Regions from separate parts of the Rattus norvegicus genome. Here region 2 is linked to region 1. A link is a contact called in public Hi-C data. All regions are on one chromosome and are shown on one strand. Each heading gives the region's core, a stretch centred on a gene start, on an enhancer-like site or on the middle of the called end of the contact. The rest is flanking DNA. Distances are from core to core; before and after follow the strand shown. Region 1 has its middle 13 kb from the start of Runx1. Region 2 has its middle 84 kb from the start of Mir802.

What was found. Hi-C and Micro-C count contacts between places; a contact is called where the count stands out from the background.
Region 2: a contact with region 1 is called in a Hi-C map of Schwann cells, with 16 times the contacts expected there. The contact joins two enhancer-like sites. A contact is called at or near these places in 12 of 12 Hi-C or Micro-C datasets (the A7r5 cell line, the Rat2 cell line, Schwann cells and 7 more).

What each region holds. Positions count from the first base shown.
Region 1 is chr11:45,432,825-45,436,766 of GRCr8, forward strand. It overlaps a transcript of Runx1 not described here. Among named protein-coding and RNA genes, the nearest start is that of Runx1, 13 kb to the left of the region's middle. Within about 2 kb of position 1,692, at least 6 of the 93 cell types and tissues checked have an H3K27ac peak or open chromatin away from gene starts, as enhancers often do. A contact at or near this core is called in Schwann cells, where this site is marked.
Region 2 is chr11:46,026,389-46,030,210 of GRCr8, forward strand. No RefSeq gene overlaps it. Among named protein-coding and RNA genes, the nearest start is that of Mir802, 84 kb to the right of the region's middle. Within about 2 kb of position 1,738, at least 2 of the 93 cell types and tissues checked have an H3K27ac peak or open chromatin away from gene starts, as enhancers often do. A contact at or near this core is called in Schwann cells, where this site is marked.

The sequences.
Region 1 (3,942 bases), core at 442-2,941:
TAGATAGGGCTGCACAGTGAGACTCTAGCTCCTCCCTCCCTCTCTCCTCTCTCCCCTCTCCTCTTCCCACTCACTGCCCTCCTCTCCTCATTCCTTTAGACATTCTTTTAGGATCTCTCACGTGGCCTCAAGCTCACTGGATACATGTTCCAGAAGGGAAACCGGAATGTGCACAGAAGCAGCCTTTCCCCTCCCTATTGGAACTAAGATGTGGCCAGGACACAGCCGATCCTCTAGGGCCACGGAGCCTGGCAGGCACGTGCCATGGTGCCCATAACCGCCATAGATAAACCGGCCGGGAATCACCTCTCTCTCATTCTGCAGAAACAACGCAACGCATGCATGTGACCCAGACCTTCCCAACAGCCGTGTTTTCTACTTTAGTAAACAAGCAGGTGGCAATAACTAAGTAACCCGTTAGTTAATTAGCATCGATTCATTGGTGTCTTGTGTGCGCATGCGCGCTGCAGCTTGCGTGGAGAAGGTCAGGGAACAACTCCTGGGACTTGTTTTTGCTTCTCCGCTTCCGACGCATGGGGCCTGAGCTCACATTCAAGTTGCCAGGATTTGGCAGCAAACACCTTTATCTGCCACCCATCTCACCAGCCCAACAGAAACGCTCATCATGGTTTATCTAACCATTATTTAAACCTGTTGTCAATACAAAATTAGATATTTTCTATCTTTCTTTTTTAAGTCATATTTTAAGAGGCCTATGCGTGTCATACGCCTACAGCACGTCTCAGCCTTTTTTGTCTGGCTGCTATTACTCAGTAGCTGCTTGTAACCAGTGACAACTATACTGGTTGGAGCAAGACTAGAGAGGCTACCGAACACACCGTCAACACTGACTACAGCTTCAACATTTTCCTCCTGCAGTCCCACGGGTGTGTTTCTCCCCTGCTGTACGTGAAGCATGCAGGTCTCTGCCTTGACTTAGGTTTTCCCTCTGAGCACACAGTTTACCTTGTTTTATTATATTTAATACTTGTCTGAAACTCTCCTACCCTGTAGCCCTGGCTAGCCCCCCCGCCCCATGGTTGTTCCGCTCTAGCCTCCTGAGTGGTGAACTTCGAGTCTTCTTTACAGCACCACGTGGTTGAGTGAAAAGCAGAAGAATCCACATGCAGGGCTGCAGCGACTGAGGCAGGAGGCTTGCTCTTTCTGTCAGCAAACTCATGCATCTGCAACCCAGGCTAGCCCCCTTGAGCTAATTTCCTGTGTTCTACACTGTCAGTTCATACCTGCTAGCTATGATAGCTCAGCCGTGAGACAACTTTGGCTCCTCAGCACTCGGAAACGATATCACAGGAAGGATTAAGCTACATCCCTACAAGGTTTGTGGGCTGGATTATTATTTTGAAAAATAAATTATATGTATGGGTGTTTTGTCTGCATGTATGTCTGGGCACCATATTCGTGCAGGGCCCACAGAGGTCGAAGGAAGTTGAATCCCTGGGACTGGAGTTATGAATGGTTGAGAGCTGACATGTGTGTACTAACCAAACCTAGGTCCTCTGTGAGAGCAGCCAGTGCTCTTAACCACTGAGCCATCTCTCCAGTGCCCATGGGCTGCACTGATAAATACTGGCTAGGCCCGAATGTTTCTCATAGGCCCTGATCTTTAAATTGCTGGTGCTCTCTCTCAAGTAGGAATTCCAACAGTGTGTTTGTCTGGAAATAGAGCATAAAGAGTTTTTCAAATGGCCTCTTTGTTAGCCATGCCAGCCAACAGCCTTTATCCTTCAGTTCAGTGCAGCATATGTGTGTGGTGAAAGCCGTGTGGCAGGAGAGTTGGTGGGAGAGGGGGAGAAGAAGGGGGGAAGAAGGGAAGGGGAGAGGGGGGGGAGGGTAAGGGGAGGGGAGAGGGGAGGAGAGAGGGGGAGGGAAGGGATGAGGGGGAGAGAGAAGAAAGGGAGGGAGGAGGGAGAGGAGGAGGGAAGAGGGAGAGGTAAGAGGTGGAGGAGATTGGGAGGGGAGGGTGAGATGAGGGGGAGGGGCATGGGGAGGGAGGGGGTATGGAGGGGGAGGGAAGAGGGGGAGGGGGAAGTATCATGACAAAAGGGTTTTAATTTTTAATTCTTATTTTATATGTATGAGGCTATGTCTGTGTGGGAGCACATGCACATGCGTGCAGCACCCCCAGAGGTTAGAAGAGGGTCCTGGGTCCCCTGGAACTGGAGTCACAGGTGGTGGTGAGCTGCCTGTCCTGGGTGCTGGGATGAGTCCTTGGCAGGAGCAGCCAACACGGCTAACCACTGAGCCATCTGTCCCGTCTGCAAACAGAGTTTGATGGGAAATAGCAGGGAAAGTCACCTCCATCCTGTTTGCTTGTGGGGCCAGAGACTTGTCACACTCTACACACTTTAATTTCACATCTATGAAACACATAACGTGGCTGAAGAGGGCAGCGAGGGTGGAAGTGACATTTTCTCATATCTAATATGTCTATGCATAGACATTTCCACTTAAAATGTCCTAAAATCACCAAAGTCTGTACCAACCAGTCGCTTGCTTACATATTGAATTAGTAACATGCACTTAAGGTGCAGGAAAGGATCCACACTTTTGTGGATCACACATCCTGCCCCAAAGCCAGTGAACATGTCTGAGGACAGTTCTCATAAAACCCAACCGTCCCTCTGTCCCTCTGTCCCTCTGTCCATCTGTCTGTCTGTCTCTCTCTCTCTCTCTCTCAAGCAAAATGGTTAAGTCGAATTAAACTTTAAAAAAGAATAAGGATTGCTTCAGGTTTGCCTAGAACAAGGCTGAATCTCCCTCTTAAAACACAAAGCAAAATTTACTACCTTCCTCAGGGAGCACAGCAGGAATCCTCCGGAGTTTAGCTTCTTGGAGGGAAAGGGGATGATGACTAAGGGGACAGGCATCTCTGAGAGCAGATATTATCTGGTAGCTGGTGCTTGGCTCACATTTACAGGCAAAGCAAAAGCAGCCCACAGACATGGGCCCAAAGTGATTAAAAACGGCGAGGCCCAAAAATAACATTCGAAGAATTTTGCACTTTTTTTTTCCCTTTCAGGGTAGGTAGGTTTTTTAAAAATAGCCATAGCCAAGCAACAGATGTTTGCCCACGCAGAACCACGAATGACCCCAAACCGAATTCAAGCTCACTTCTAGTGTGACCATTGGCCGAGCAGACACAGACATTTTACTGCTGGACCATGGTCTGGTCTCCCCTCTCCCCCCACACTTCTCTAATCACTTTAACAATTTAAGTGCCCACGAAGATGTCCGATCAGAGGGGTAACTCTTCACGGGCACCACGGGTTAGCACGGCCCTTTTGAGTAAATGGTAAGAGGGATTTGAAGCAAGATTGTTGTAGAAATGTGGACTTTAAGTTTTTAATTTTAATCTTTTAGCATTCAGTTCTAAGTAGCTCTGTAATTGTCAGGCCCTTTAGGAGCATCCCATATGTCAGGGAAAATATTGTGGACGGAGCCAGCTTGTTCTGGTTGTGTGTTGAGAAGGGTCACAAGCAGCTCATGCTGGGCAGTCACTTGTTTTGAAGCTGGGGACAACTTTGGATTCCTCTTGCCTCTGCCTCCCAAGCCTTTTCTCTTACAGCAGAAATCGTATAGTGTATAAGAGAGTAACAATCATGTTCAGTCAAACCCGCCTTTTAGTGGAAGCCACCAAAGTCCTCTCAGAAGCAAAGAAGACCCTTCTTTGGGAAATAGCATGGACTGAGTTATGGAGGAGAATGGCTCCCCCTTAGCTGAATGGCAGCTGACACAGACAGGAGGTGAGAGGGTGAGAAGGAGGGGCAGATCCCTCCCTGCACTAACTCAGCTCACCGGAGGATTCCCCTGTCTTCCTTTTGCCTCAGGCATATCCAGGTTGGCAATTTTCATCCCACAACTGAGGTGATGTGCCCCTTTCTTCTATCTTGCCCAAAACAGAGCAGAAAAGAACTGGTCTCC
Region 2 (3,822 bases), core at 488-2,987, 590 kb after region 1:
AGAGCCATAAAACGCCCTGGAGCTGACCTAGCCAACCAGCTCCACGTTGGCACTACCATGGCTCACACAAGATGGTGGAATGGAAGCACAGCTTCTCCCGGCATCCCACTCTCTTTGTTCCATGTAATAAATGAGGAACTGGCGATAGCTAGTTTCCTTAAAGGGCTTAACCTAGATGTCATCTGGCCATAAGTGGGTTTGTTTGTTTGTTTCTTTGTTTGTTTGTTTTTGTTGTTGTTGTTGTTGTTTTGGGCTATGTCACTAAAGCACGCACAGCAGCAAGGTATCTGCAAACTTCAGAAGCCAGTTGCACATGGAGAACCGACAACATAGGGAGGTACCGTAGACCTAGAAACCTGTGCCATTTCTCCTTCGGAATTGAGCTATGTCTTACACCACTTCCTGCTTGGCCCCCACCAAAGCAACTAACAAGTCAATGCTTGGAGCAAATGGAGAAGACTTTGGCAGGAGTAATACCTAACATCTTGCTAAAGAAGCTTTGCGCCAGACCTTTGCAGACAGAGAGGGTGAATGCTAGGGAAAATTGGTCTGCTTCTCAAAGTGAAATACTTCCTGTGTCAGAGTTCAAAGGAACAACACCCAAGCCCCTAATCCTTCAGAGATCCAGTGGGTGATGTTGTGGGTTTTCTAGCATCATCAATGCTTGTTCTTCAGATGAAAACTCTCCCTGCACGCATTCCTTACATCCTACCCCCTAATGACATTCATCTTTTGTCTCTATGCTCAATGATAATTCTCTTAATATATAATCTAGTCATCTACTTCTATGTCTAAGCTGACCCATTTCCATTGTTTTCTTGGCACTTTGGTCCCCCTTTCCCAGAGAATGGTAGAGCACTGTGTTAAATCTGGCTTCAGGAGAAATTGTTCTAACCAGCAGAAAGTAACAACAAATGCAAAACACACATTAAAACACAAAATTTTAAATTAAAGGAAAAACTCGTGTCCACACTGAGTAAACTGCATGTATTTATAGAAAAGGTGCAAAGAATGAGCAGATTCCTCTCTGTTAAAGTATTGTTTTCCAAATCTTTACTAGCTTAATATTACTGAAGCAGAAATTAAAAATTAATGTGGCTGAAGACACATTCCAAGACAACAATGGAGTCTGGCTGTTCTGAATAGAGTTTCCAAAGGCTCGAGCCAATCGTGACCACAAAACACAAACTCGTTCATAGGACAAAATTACGTGGCATTTTCTAAAATGTGCTGGGGCTCTGTGATTCAACTCAGCCTTGCTGTTCTGTTGGTGGTGTGGACATTTGAGACCTTAACTGCTCACAGCTATAAGCCTTTGTGTCAATGCTGAGGTCAACACGTTACTGGAAATTGACATTTGTGTGCTAATTCATTTGGGGACAAAAGTCTGTTCCAAAGGAACACATAGCTATTTATCATAGATATCCCACCATTAGGGACACTGACACATGACTGACCAAAGAGAAATAACTGTGATTGTGTTGAAAGCCCTGATGGGCTATGCCATAGTTTGAATGTGAAGTGTTTCCCATAGATTCCTGCACTTGGACACTCCATTCCCTAGAGTGGCACTGTTGGGGAAGGCTGTGGAAACTTAATGGGGAGATTCACTGAAGGAAATGGGCACAGGAGACTGGCCTTGACTTCTTATGGTCCCGCCCACTACCTGTCTTCTTCCTACCTGCTGACTGAAGACCCAGAATGGCCATCTGCTTCACATTCCTGCCACAGCTGCCTGCCACTGTGGACTGTATCACCTCAGACTGTGACCCACAACCTCTTGAGTTGCATCTGTCAAGTATCACAGCACCAGAAAACAAACTAATACAGGACATGGCGCAATAGGTGGCCTGAGTCACACTTGACCTCCCCAAAGCTGAAACCCTTCCATTTCAAACTATAAAGTTCTGGAGACGAATGTGGACTTACATTGTGCCTGCCTCTTAATGATAGTACACGCTTGGCCCAAATTTGATCTGACCTCACTGATAATTGCCTGACAACTTCCTAAGAGGCCCAGGAGAGCCCTTCCTCCTGCTCCCGGAAGTCCACAGAGCTGGAGTGAAAACCTTGTGCTGCAGCAGAGATGACAAGAGAGTCTCTTTTGTACCACTGTATTAATCTGCCTTGTGTATTCTGGCATCTCCTAGGAGTTTGCGGCAAGGAAATGTCTAAACTGCTCCCTCTTTTAAAATGAATGACTGAGAGTTCCCGCGTTTGGGTTTTGAAAAAGAAAAAATATTTCCCAGTAACTTAAGTCCCCAATATAAAATAATCCTCTGTACACTGAAGTGCTCCAGAAGTGAGAGGGAGAAAGAGTGATTAATCTGAAGGTATTTGGGCCGTATAAGCCCCTATTGGTGGTAGTAGTGATGAGATGACATTAATTTATCAAAGCCCCGTGGAACCAACACAGGCCTGCTGTGTGCGAGTTGGTATTCAAGTAGCATAAAACAAGAAGTATTTTCTGAATTTTTTTTGTAACCAAAAGTTATCCCACATCTTCCTGTGTATATCCATCAAGCTTACAAAGCGAACACGCGTCATAAAGCGCCACAGAATACTCCGGAGTCAAGCACTCCCATTGTAAGCCATGTACCGAGGTAGCAGATTAACTCTTTGGAAGCCTCTCAAGGGCCATTTAACATATTCAAATAATAAGTCAGGAAATCAACACCAATTAATACTTTCTGTGTGCCCACAGGGCGCTTGGCACCATCTCTAGGACTCAGTGGGAAGCAGCCATTAGCTGTCCCTGTTCTCAAAGGGCATTCTCCAAACAGACAATAACACTCATCGGTCCTTTTACCAAACCGCAGAAAGCCAACACAAAAATGGAGAGCCAGCACATTCAGAGGCTGTTTGTAAATGGGCTGTCTCACCCCAGCTGGTTTAGACCCATGCCACCAGGGCAGTGCAGAATGGCTGCAGTAACAAGGCCAACAACAGTACTGACAGCGGCAAAGGTGAGGGGGAGACAGAGTTCTAAAGACTGCAGGAAGCAGGAGAGGGTGAAAAACTCCAGTTTGCTGGGGATGTGGCCCACTCCTTCTCAGAATGGCTGAGAGACAATCCATCCATTGGGTTAACCATTCACTCTACGCCCACCTTCAGAGATGGCCCTTCACCTGCATCCTGTCCCGTATTCCGGGGAAGAAGTAGGTCTAATGTAGCCCTTGCCCTCTGATACACAGTAGGACTACGCATGGTCACTGGGGGAATCAGTGCCCATAGCACATGAGTTAATATGTAACAGAGCGTCATGATGGCTGGTACAGGTGTTAGGTGGCACATATACCACAGTAGTGTGGCTTTGGTAGCCTGCCCAAGACCTATATAGGATCGGGTCCATCAAATCTTGCCACTGATGGGAGAGGCGTCAGTTAACAGTCACTGGGAGAGGGAGAGAAACTTTCTTCAGTGATGCCGTCACTTGTAAGACGGCCATGCTCCTGTAAGCAGCCCTGATGAAACTCATTACGACACAAAAATAGAAGGGGGGCCGGTTAATTTCATCTTTTCTACTTTCTCCCTTTTTGCCATATACCTTGGCCTCCAATGTCACTGGGCAGGCAAATCCTTAGACTGTAATACAGGGGGATCTTGATCATGCGTGCTTGGCCCATTATGACAGAAAGCTGCTAACTGGAAGTGTATGCAATTCTGTATCCAGATTCTCCACACACAGTGAGACATACTTTGGACCTTACAGTGGAGATGTTAGAGGGAGTCGGGGTGGGGCTCCAAGGTGAACAGTGATAGGATGGTGGGGTGCCACCATTGGAAAGAACTGGACTCCTCTTGGGCATCTGTCTACTTTTA